2 separate regions of the Mus musculus genome follow, and region 1 is linked to region 2. Evidence: chromatin contacts called from public HiChIP or PLAC-seq data. All regions are on one chromosome and are shown on one strand. Each heading gives the region's core, a stretch centred on a gene start, on an enhancer-like site or on the middle of the called end of the contact. The rest is flanking DNA. Distances are from core to core; before and after follow the strand shown. Region 1 overlaps Ppp1r12a (protein phosphatase 1, regulatory subunit 12A). Region 2 has its middle 99 kb from the start of Gm40754.

Region 1 (5,526 bases), core at 1,444-3,943, 130 kb after region 2:
TTGTGAGTTTCAATCTCAGTCCTGCTAGGTATCAGCTATTACGTGATCATAATGATAATAGTTCTTAAATATTGGGTGCTATGGGGATAAAGTCCTTATACCCTGTGAAGTACTCAGAACAGCTTCTAGCCTAGTCAGAAGCGCTGTGGAAAGGTTGGTGTTTGTTTGGAAGGAAGGCTCAGTAAAGAGTGGCTTCAACTCTGCCGCTAGGAAGCCTCCAGCCTCCTGAAAGTAAAGAGTGGCTTCAACTCTGCCGCTAGGAAGCCTCCAGCCTCCTGAAAGGCTTGGGTTAGTTTTCTTTTCATTCTCTTTGTTTGCATAGAACACTACATTTGGTCTATTTATTTCCTTTTCTTTAAGATAATGCTTCTGATTCCTTTTGTTGTGGTTTTTATATGTATGATTATTGTGGGATACACATATGTCTGTACACCATGTATGTGTCTAGTGCCTAAAGGGGTCCTAGAACTCTAATGGCAGCCAGTTGCCAGCTGCCATGTAAGTTCTGGTATCAAACTTGGGTCCTCTGGAATAGCAGTCAGTGCTCCTAACCCCTGAGTCATCCCTCCAGCCCCTGTTCTTACGTGTTTCTATTTTGAAGATGTTCAGTGGACTGTGATACAATCTTGACTGAGTATGTTTTAAATATGCTGTTTATGCCTTGTCATCTCATCTGTTCCTCTCAATCAGTTACCACAGGTATCGGAGTTTATAAATCCAGTGAGTTTTTTTTTTTTTTAATAGATTTAAGAAGTCCTTAAGGTGGAAATGCTGGGACCATTGTGAAAGATTTTGTTTCACCCTCACCTTGTGCCCCTAAATCTAGGTTAATATTTTAGTCCATATAATTTACAGTAGCTCTTTTTATTTTGCATTTGTTTCTTCCTGAGTTCAGAAATCTAGCTTGTGTTCTTCACCATTGGATTCCTAGCAGGCAACACTGTGGCCACAGTGGACACTTGATAACTGTTGAATTGGGGGGAAACTGTGCTTCCTATGGTCTGCTGAACATTGAAGAGCATTTAGAAGCTATTAGATGATTAAAGATCTATGATTTACATGTTTTGAAAGCTATAAGAACTTTTATGTTCTCAGTAAACAGAAGACATTTTTGAAAACAGTTCAGTGATTTAAAGATGTTTGTTAGTTAATCATTTGGTATGTATTCAGACTTATGTTCATTTGTCAAATCTATGCCTAGAATTGAATCTCAATGCATAATTTTGGCTATGTTAAGAACTGAAACCAGGGCTTAATGAATGCGAGGCCAAGTGTTCATTCTACCACTGAGTTGTATTCTCGGTTCTCTTTCTGAGACAGGCTTTTAAAGCTTACTCACCCTGGTCTAGAACACGCTCTGTAGTTCCACCTTGGCCTTGATAGGACTTGTGTCACTAGACTGCATATTTTTCTGTAGCCTGTTTTATTTTTTCTTTTGATTGCTTGAGAATAAAATGGTAGACACTTTTATTTCCTCCCCTGAAACTAATGTTGTTTTCTCATTGGTAAGTTGACTTAGTAAATTCTTGTAGCTGAGTTTGTAATCGTGAATACTAAAATCAGTTTCATCAAAGAAATGGCTACTTGTGTTTGCTTCCTGCCTTCTGCACAGTCCAGTAGTACTGAGACCTGGGGTAAGATTTGTTCTGTACCATCAGTTTGCTTTAACACAGCTCTAATCACATACTGACGTGTCTGTTATTTCTCATAAATTGCATAGTAGGTTTTGTGAATATATGAAGCTATAGTAAAACAACATGTTTGAGATTTTCAGATAGTACTGAACATAATTTTATGTACATATTTACACACTAGGTCTTTAGTACCTACTTATTAAGGAGGTTAGTGTTTTAGTGTGATTCACTTCTTGTGTTTATTATGTACTTGTGGACCTTCCTCTAAGCAGTAAGGAAAACAAGGAGAATGTGCCCTCTAGTGCTAGTCTTCAGCTCTACAAAATGCATGCTTTGACTTGTACAGAGTGCAAAATTAGAAAATTTATTAGTGAGAGAATAATTCTGAAATTTGATTCATTTCATAGTTCTAAGAATTTTAAGTTTCTGAAGAAATGGTGTTTCCTTACTAATTCTGGAAATGAAAGTTACCTATCCTCTGAAAATTTAGCTTCAACTCCAGCTTTCTACATCCTTATCAATAAAGGGAAGAAAACTAAGTTGGATTTGAACATGTTTTAATCTTTGGATATTTGTTGCTTCCAGTGTTGAGGTATTCTTATTCAGATAGTACTGAGTGAATGTTTGAGCAGTGCCTAAATTACTTTTTTCATAGAAACTTGGGTTTTGCTTTGTAAAACGTTCTTATCAGTTTGTTTGTTTTTTAAATAGTCTGTATTTGCCGTCTCTGGTTCCTTCCACTAACACATCTATAGTGTCTTGTCTTTGACAGGCACTCCGGTGGTTTCTAGGGGATGTAAGCTGAACTTTCCCTTTTCTGAACAAGGCGTTTCTTTTGACTTCATCGTTCTGGTGGCTGTTTGGGACTTACTGTCCTGATCATTGTATCGTTTGGCTGTCTGGCCTTTAAAGGGCAGGGTTTTTATTCCATGCACCTCCTAAAGGGCTGGACAGAGAGAAGCTGAGGAACCTTAAGCTTTCAGCAGTGCAGAGCTCCCCTTGCCTTCATAGTTAGATGTAGCGATGGCCTCTCTAGATTCCCACGCTGGCTCATTTGTCAATCCTCGGTGGAAGACCACGGGTGCTTAGTGCTAACATAAGAACACTGCTTGGAGACCTTGTTGGCTAACTCACAGTTCCTCTTTTGAAATGTCTCACTGTACTTTAAAATAGAGTGAAACCGTGACTTGGACAATGACATTTCAGTTCCTCTTGAAACAGACTGTGTGTCACACGGGTATATGGACTGGTTCCTAGCATACCCCCAGACTGCTGTTTCTATCAGTAGGGCTTTGTTCTTTATAAGACTCATACAGAGTTTTTGTTTTCACATTGTCTTTTTACATGCCACTAACTGGTACTAATGATTAGGCATAAGCATTTTAATTATTGCTGGTAATTAAATTTTAATGCTAAATTGCTATAATTACGTTCATATGCAACTACTATTTTCCAGTTGCTTTGCTTTTTCCCTCATAATTTGCATGACTAAACTTATAGGAGTCTGTTTGAAGGAGGTTTGGAATCTCTAAGGTGCTCTTAATATACCACTTAAAACCTCCCCATCCCCTTAGAAATCATTCTTTTAGTGGTACTAAAAGAAATTTGGCAATTTTCCACTCTTAATATCATTTTATAATTTAAAGATGGAAATGGTTTTATTGAATTTAAATATAAAAAATGAAAATTTTAACGGGAGGATTTAATATCTTAGTATATAGTAAAAAGGAATTTAACAGTATTAGAGTTTATTTCAAATACTGTTGTTTTTGTAATTGTGATTTTTACCTCATTAAACTATGTGGTTGCTAAACACATTGGTTTTGACCTATTTTAGCAATACAATTTAGTGATTATCAAAGTTAAACAGGTTCAATACAAAATTTGTCTTTAGAGCTTTGACCTTTTTCTGTAGCCTCTTTATGTAACTCTGCTTTCAAACTTTCCAACTTCTCCCATGCACACGTGTAAGACAGTGAGTGCAGAAATCACAGGTACGTGAGTTTGTTGCACTGCCTGGCTCTGGAATTAAAAGGGTGGTGATGTCTCCATAGCCACTCACTGTTGGTAATTACACTCACTGGGTGTGCAGTCAGTAAAAACTTAAGCCATGTCTATTAAGATTTTGGAAATATATTTGATTCATTCTGTTTCTTACCTTGTATGGCTCAATAACTGACCAAATTTAGTAAAATATTTTAAGTCTGCAAGTCATGTGTCTCTTAATGTGCTGCATGTGTTAGCTCTTGGTTCTTCTAGCAACAATATTTTTATGAGAATGCCTTGGCAGTTTCTTATGTGTAGTTTTTAAATGCTCAGGGCAACACTTTGAACAATTTACACCCTGAATTTGAAATGCAGATATAATACAAGTTTGTGATAATGCTTTTAGCATTACTTCATGTTAAAACATTTTAACTTATGAATAGAATAAAAGGATAAACAGATTTTTAGCCTTAATTACTTTATATATTTATGCTGCTATTTTTTATATTGTATTGAGTTAAACATACACATGTTTTAAAATGTCAGAGCTTCATTTATTGTAGAATAGATATTTCCTGTGTGGTAGTGTTTTTTTTAAGTAGCCTTCATTAAATGGAGAAACTTTGAAAATAAATCTTTTTCACCAAAAAAAAAATTTATAAAAAAGTGTTAACTGTACCTTTGCGGTATCTGCCTCAGATAATTGTTACATACAAGGATGTTACCCAGTTAGTTTTACTTTAAACTCAGCTGTATGGTCTCTCCTGTAGGAAAATGAGATTCTGTCCCAAATGGCTTCTCTAATTGTAGAGAAGTTTATTGAGACATTTAGATTTTAGTTCAGGTTAATTTTAGTGTGTGATAGGTGTTCATTTACAAGTTCTTTATGTTTATTTTTAAAATATTTTGCTTTACTAACTGAATAAAACATGACAGATGTCTTTATTATAAGTTGAATATGCTGATTGTAGTTTAGTCTCTCCTCTGCTTATGGTTTTTTGATTACTTTTTTCTTCAATTATTTCAAGTTCCATTATTTTAATTGTTTGTTCATTTATTTTAATTAAGACTAAATCATTTGTTTTATTATTTTAAATTTTAAATTATTCCATTATTTTAAAGAATTACCTCAGTTTAGGTAATTTCCTATCTGTTATTTTTAGCTCATTTTTATTGCCAAACCTAAAAGTTTGCAAGCTAGATAGGTGTCCAGATATCTGAGCTCATATACTCAGAATTAATCATATTCCCCTTCAATCTGCACCGTGAAACTCTAATTTTCATCCCCATGAGTGGCTTTTCTTGCCCTGTAGTCTTGTCATTAACCTTTATAGTTTTTGTTTAGTTTAGTTTAGTTTTGTTTAGTTTTTTATTCAGGGTTTCAACATAAGCCTTTAATTCCAGCATTTAAGGTATGTGGGCCCCTGAGTTTAGTCAGGCCTGCTTGGTCCACATAGGAAGTTTCAGACCTACCAGGCTACAAAGTGAGACCTGCTTCCTTTTTCTTTTGTCTTTTTTAAAGTAAATTAAATTTTCTTAATTTAGTTGCACCCTTGTTATTTGCTGCTGCTGTCTAGAATGAAATGAATGAAAGCATGAAGAGAGGTAGAGATAGAGAGAGCCTCTCGTCTTTATGCTGTTCCTGGTGATCATCTGAGATGCTGATGGGATTGTGTGTGACATGCCTGCTTTAAAGCTCTGTATTTTCCTTGTGCTTCTCGGCACTGTTAAATTGAGCCATTGTCACTGAAGGAGTATAGTGTATCCTTTTATAAAGAGCTATTTCTTATTTGATTGATTTATTTGTAAAACCATAATTGTGTTTGTATTATAAACATTTGTTAAGTGGATTCATATTTGGTATTGGTGATAATCAGAATGGAAATTAACAAAGTTTGAAAAAGTG
Region 2 (5,927 bases), core at 854-3,353:
TGTACTGCCTAAAAGATGTTTAGTGATAAAGCTAGAGCAGATATTGAGGGAATGACCAACCGATATCTGGCCCAACTTGAGACCCATCCCACGGAAGAGGAACATGGCACAATTAATGATCCCTGCTATGCTTGCAGACAGGAATCTAGCATAACTGTCTTCTGATAGGCTTCATCCAGTAGCTGAGAGAAACAGATACAGATATTCACAGTCAAACATTAGGCAGAGTCTTAGAGAGTCATAGGAAGAGGGGGAGGAAGACTTAATGGAGCTGGAGGGTCAAAGACAGCACAAGAAGACCTATAGAGTCAACTAACCTGGGCCCATGGAAACTCACAGGGACTGAATCACTAACCAAAGAGCATGCACGGGCTGGAACTAGGCCCCCTACACGTAGTAGCAGATGTGTAGCTTGGTCTTCATGTGGGTTCCCTAACAATTGAAGCAGGGACTGACTCTGACTTTGTTACCTGCCTTTGGATCCCTTTCCCCTACCTGGGCTGCTTTGTCTGGCTGGCATCAGTGGGAGAGAACGTGCCTAGTCCTCCTGTGACTTGATGTTCCAAAGAGAGATGCTACCCATGGGGGCCTCCCCTTTTCTGAGGAGGGGAGGATGTGAAGGTGGGACTGGGAGGTGAAGAAGGAGGAAGCCTGGAATCAGGATTGTAAAATGAATAAGCAAAATAACTAATTAAAAAAAAAGAATTTAAAGGCTATAATGTGATTATGTTTATAACATAACATAATATCATAATATTGCAATGTTGATTAAAATGAGATATTTCAGAAGAAATTTAATGTTTGTGTATCAGTTTTTTTACAATAAAAAGAACTCATAGCATGCATGTAGCATACCTGTTTGGCTTTTTGGTTGGTTGGTTGATTGTTGGTTTTTTGTGTTTTTAGGATTTTGTATGCATTGACTCAATATTTCTGCTAAAAGCCCATTATGTAAGTGCTGTCATCCCTTATTAAAAATGAGGAAACTGAGGGAGAGATTATTTGCCTCGTGTAACACAGTGTGAGTGACAGAGCTAGGGTTGAAAGCAAGACAGACTGGCCTACTCCTAGGCCTTAACCCTTCAGAGCACTGCCTCACAGACATAGGCAGCATAGTCCTGATGCTCGGGCGACAGAAGGGGAATCTCTGGAGCCAATCAGTCTGAGAGCTTGCCTGAGCAACAGCAGCAGTGTCTCCAAGTAGTCATGTCATCTATGGATAAAGTTGTCACTTTATAAAGTGACTCAGTGGTGAATTTGAGAAATCATTTCTTTAACTGACAACCAGAAAGACAACGATGGCCACAACTGCTTCCTGTTGGAATTTTCAGTGTAATGTGAATGAATTCAAGTCAATAATTTTTGCTATAAATATTAGAAACACTGACAGTTTTTGTAGAAGTTAAAGCTGTCAAGTCAGAAGACTCAAGAATCACTATATTCATCTACCAGAATTTTAAGAATCCAAAGACTTGAGGATTAAAAAACGGTATATAAAAAGTGACATATATTCCTAAGCCTCAATAATAATTCACTGGAAAACATAACATAGAAAATATTCTCATATATATTTAATTTAATTTAAAGACATGATGTTATGTGAAGTGACAGAAGGAAATAAAATAGGAGAGCCGTAGGATATGATTTATAGGATAATAGAGAAAATGGAATGTGGCCAAGTTAAAGACTGCTCAGAATGCTCTCCTTAGAAAGTGCATGAGAAAGGACATAGTAAAAATACTGTAATTAAATATACTGGTTCTGAAATGAATTTAATGAAATCCACTTAGTCTAAAGCACTCTGAAAATGGGGTGCAAAGACATAGAGTCCGTGGGGCATATGCCTGAGGTCTCTTTCATAAAAGTCCTGACATCATCCACGAGTGCTCTGCACTTGGAACCAGCAGAAGCCTCGCAGCTGGACCACTACCATTGGGGTGAGGAAGCCAACACAGGAATGGTGGTGGGAACATACCAGAGCAGGCAAAATAATTCTGTGCTTTCCTTGACATTTTCAACACATGTCTGTTGTATAGAGGAAATCTAAATATAGAAAATTACAGTTCAATGATCTGCCTCATAGAGACACCCCTCTACTGACAGGATGACGGCACAGCAATGTGCCTGACAAAGTTGTTAAGATCATAGGCTTCGATGGTTCCTACTCTAGTTCTGCCAGTTTCTTTCTTTATTCTTTTCATTTTTTGAGGTTATAATTACATCATTTCCCCTTCCTCCCTCCAAGACCTCCCATTTATTCCTCCTTGCTCTTTTTAAAATTCATAGTGTGCTTATTTGCCAAGGGCCGTTATATATACGCATGTGTGTTCCTAAAGACATAAATACAATCTGTTTAGTCCATATAATCTTATTTTGGTGCACTTGTTTTTGCCTCTAAACCAGCTTGTGGCTTGTCATACAAATCTAGAAAACTAGAAAATAAATGCCATTTGTCTTAAATGGTTTTTATGATAATTATATACTATAATATTTGTAAGGACTATATGAAACCACAGAGGTGCTTGTACACGCATGTTTATTGCCTCTCTCTTCACAATAGCAAGAAAAGAAAGTGAATAATGAAAATTAAGTATATATATGTATATATTAAATTTATATATATTGTATATAAATACATATCCCTTTTTTATAAAAGTATATGTAAATTTGCAGGAAATTATTAGATTGAAATATATTAATTATGTAACCCAAGATAAAACAGACATATACATTTGAATATGTTACCTCCTAACTTTTCTTTATGTGCATCTATGTTAGAATCAGCAAGTAAAGCCTAGAAGAGTAAGTAGGGGACTGTGGGGGAAAGGGGGATTCTTAAAGCAGGGCGTTAACTGGAAGAAAGAATACATGGAATAGGAAGGATTAAGCAAAGAGGGAAGCAGAGAGATGAAGAAGAGAAGGAATGAGTAGTGGAGCAACTAAAACTAATGAGCAGTGAAAATGGCATACAGTATTCTGGTGCATTGTAATCTAAATAATAATAATAATAATAATAATAATAAAGACTGAAGTGATATGTCCTTCTGGGTAAATAAAGCTGCTCCCAGAAGCCATGCTTCACTGAGTGGAAACCTCAGGGCTAGGACTGGGTTACACCCTACAAGCCATTGGCAGAGGAGTCATCTGAGCACACACAGACACACACACACACACACACACACACACACACACACACACACACAAATGATACAGTTGCATTGCTCCTGCGGTTGGTTGTTTTCCAGGACAGTTGGTCAGACCTTATTGCTGAGCTCGCCACATGCTCTGATTGTAAGACTCAGAGAAACCAAGCTGGGACTGGACTGGAGGCTTCATCCCAGCTGGCTAGCTCTCACTGTGCAGGCTTCTGAGGGAGAACTGTGCCCAGCTCTACCAGTCATTCAGGAAAGATGAGCCTCCTGCCGAAACCATGCCGAGTCTGTTCCAGGGCTAACAGGCCACTTCCCAGTTGTATTTGATGCCTATCCCACAGGAGGACATTCACAATTGGTACTCTAAACCTGGTCGGAAGCCAGTGGCTGAGAATGTCCTAGGCCCTGGGTGACAGAGCCCCTGCTGCTGTATTGCTAAATAGACATGCTGTGTCTGTCAAACGGCCTTCTAAATAACTATATTTATGGTCCTTAATTAGCATGGCTGTCAGCTTTGATCAGAGAAGCTTAAATGATGATCAGTGATGATTGTAGAGACTGATAATTGGTCAAAGCACAGGGAATAAATGACTGCTGAAGGCCCAGACATAAGCAACACGTCTACAAAACCCCTCCCAAGGCTCTGGAAACATCACAGAGGAAAGGGTGGAGACTCTACAAAAGCCAGAGGAAGGTGGTCGCCCACATACAGGACAGTGACTTGCAGGCACCGCATGGCTGTTGCACTCTTGAACTCCCAGCATCTGTAATTACCTGCATGAGATCTCCGTAAGATTGTGTCCATCACAGAGGACAATAAAAGACTGTGGAGTGCTCAGCTCTAATGGAACGTTCATATCACGGCTCTTCCCTCAAGGCTCGGAGGTCTATACGGAAGAGGGGGTGGAAAGACTGCAGAGCTGTAAGTGCCTGATAACATCAAGGAAACCGTGTTTTCCAAACAGAACAGGACAATGACACATGAACTCCCAGTTACCATGACAGCATGCGCAAGACCCGAACAAACTCCAGCCGGGGGGGGGGGGGGGGGGGGCGATTCCCATCCTAGAGATGGAGAGGTGGCAACAAAATCCTACCACTAACTGGAGAGCTGTTGGCATTTGATGGCTGTTGTAGACTGATGTGTCCCCTTGATGAGTTGACCACATCCAAAAGCAGATAGTGCTCCCAGGAATAGCTGAGCAACACAAACTGGATTCCAAGGCAGGGGAGAGAAAAGTAATCTCAAATTTGGGTGGGCACAAAGGGATGGGAGAATAGAAATCGGTAACAGAAGGAGTTGGGGAGATGGAGAGGGGAATATGTAAAAACAGATAAATAAAAAGATTGGGCCCATCAGCATTCTGTTATGGGAGGGGAGGTGCTAATGGGACCTCAACCATCCCTGAGGGAGGGGAGAGATTTTCTTCTATGAAGTATTTATTGATATGGCACACATGCTCCTGTAAACAAATTTCTACTCATGTTCCTGTGAGGCTAGAGAGATGACTCAGTGATTCAAAGGACCGGCTCTTCCAGAGGACCGAGGTTCAAGTCCCAGCACCCCGTCCACCCCCCACCCCCACCCCCAGGGCAGCTCGCAGCAATCTGTACCTCCAGTCTAGGGTGAGCTGACACCTTCATCTAGAGTTCTCGGGCACCTGGCATGTGCACGGTGCACAGGTATATTTGTGGGCAGAGCCCCAGTGTAGTGTACATCAAAAATAAAAAATAAAAAAGTCTTTTAAAATGCATGCTCTGTGAGAGATCTTATTAATGAATGCCATTGGCTCACCAAAAAAAAAAAAAAATGTGTTGTGAAGTGGAAGTGGATTTGTGGGAATGAGAGCAACATGGAGGTAGGTAACGGGTGGGTGAACATGACTGAAATCCATGACTGCATATGAAAACATCACAAGGAAGTCCATTGCTGAGCGTAATTGCCATATGGTAACAAAACATTAAAAACATTTTAAATGAGACCTCCAATGTTTTATCCTCTCCATCTTACAGCAAGAAGGCAATCAGGAAACAGGTTCTTACCAGATACCAAGTCTAGTCATAACCTTGATCTTGGACTTCCCAGACTCCACACTGTGAAGAGCAAACTTTTATAATTGCTAAAATAGCTACTTTGTTTGGCCATTTCCTCAACCTCTGCTCCTCCTTTGTCCCTGAAATTCTTGTAAGCACTACAAAGTTTGGGGTTGAAGGTCTAAGGATTTGTGGGTGGGTTGGTGTCCTTATTCCTCCACTAGGAGTCCTACCTGGCTTCAGGAGGTAACCACTTCAGGCTCGTATCCCTCACTGCTGGGAGTCTCAACTGGAGTCACCCTCATAGACTCCCAGGAGCCTCCCGCATCCCAGGTCTCTGGCACACCTTAGATTCAAAGAGTAACCATGGTGATATTGCTAAGGAAAAAAATAGCACAAATACAGCAGCCACAGAAACCTACACTACATGTTAAGTCTTTCAGCGCTGTGCACTCTCAGGTCAGAGGTTGAAAAGGCATTTTCAAAAGCATAAAGACTATGCCACAGAATCAAATCAACCACTGTGATATGCCCCATCAACACAACGAAGGACTGAAACCATATGAATGTATCAATCAATGCAGAAAATAATTTGATGAAATTTAACATCTTCTTAATAACCTATAATTAGGTACAAAAAAGGCACAGGTGGAATGCTTAAACATAAAAAGTGCTATATATAATAAGGCAACTGTTTACACATAATGAGTCAGGAAATACCAAAAGCTTTCTCACTAAGGT

What was found. HiChIP or PLAC-seq counts read pairs in DNA pulled down with a chosen protein or histone mark.
Region 1: a RAD21 HiChIP or PLAC-seq map of pro-B cells shows a contact between it and region 2, with 2.6 times the contacts expected there. The contact joins two enhancer-like sites. A contact is called at or near these places in 1 of 39 promoter capture datasets (liver), 1 of 15 datasets of contacts at CTCF or cohesin (pro-B cells) and 2 of 484 Hi-C or Micro-C datasets (both in nephron progenitors).

The regions. Positions count from the first base shown.
Region 1 is chr10:108,188,903-108,194,428 of GRCm38.p6, forward strand. All of the region lies in intron 1 of Ppp1r12a (protein phosphatase 1, regulatory subunit 12A), which reads left to right. Among named protein-coding and RNA genes, the nearest start is that of Ppp1r12a, 30 kb to the left of the region's middle. Within about 2 kb of position 2,694, at least 120 of the 459 cell types and tissues checked have an H3K27ac peak or open chromatin away from gene starts, as enhancers often do. A contact at or near this core is called in pro-B cells, where this site is marked.
Region 2 is chr10:108,058,653-108,064,579 of GRCm38.p6, forward strand. No RefSeq gene overlaps it. Among named protein-coding and RNA genes, the nearest start is that of Gm40754, 99 kb to the right of the region's middle. Within about 2 kb of position 2,104, at least 5 of the 459 cell types and tissues checked have an H3K27ac peak or open chromatin away from gene starts, as enhancers often do. A contact at or near this core is called in pro-B cells, where this site is marked.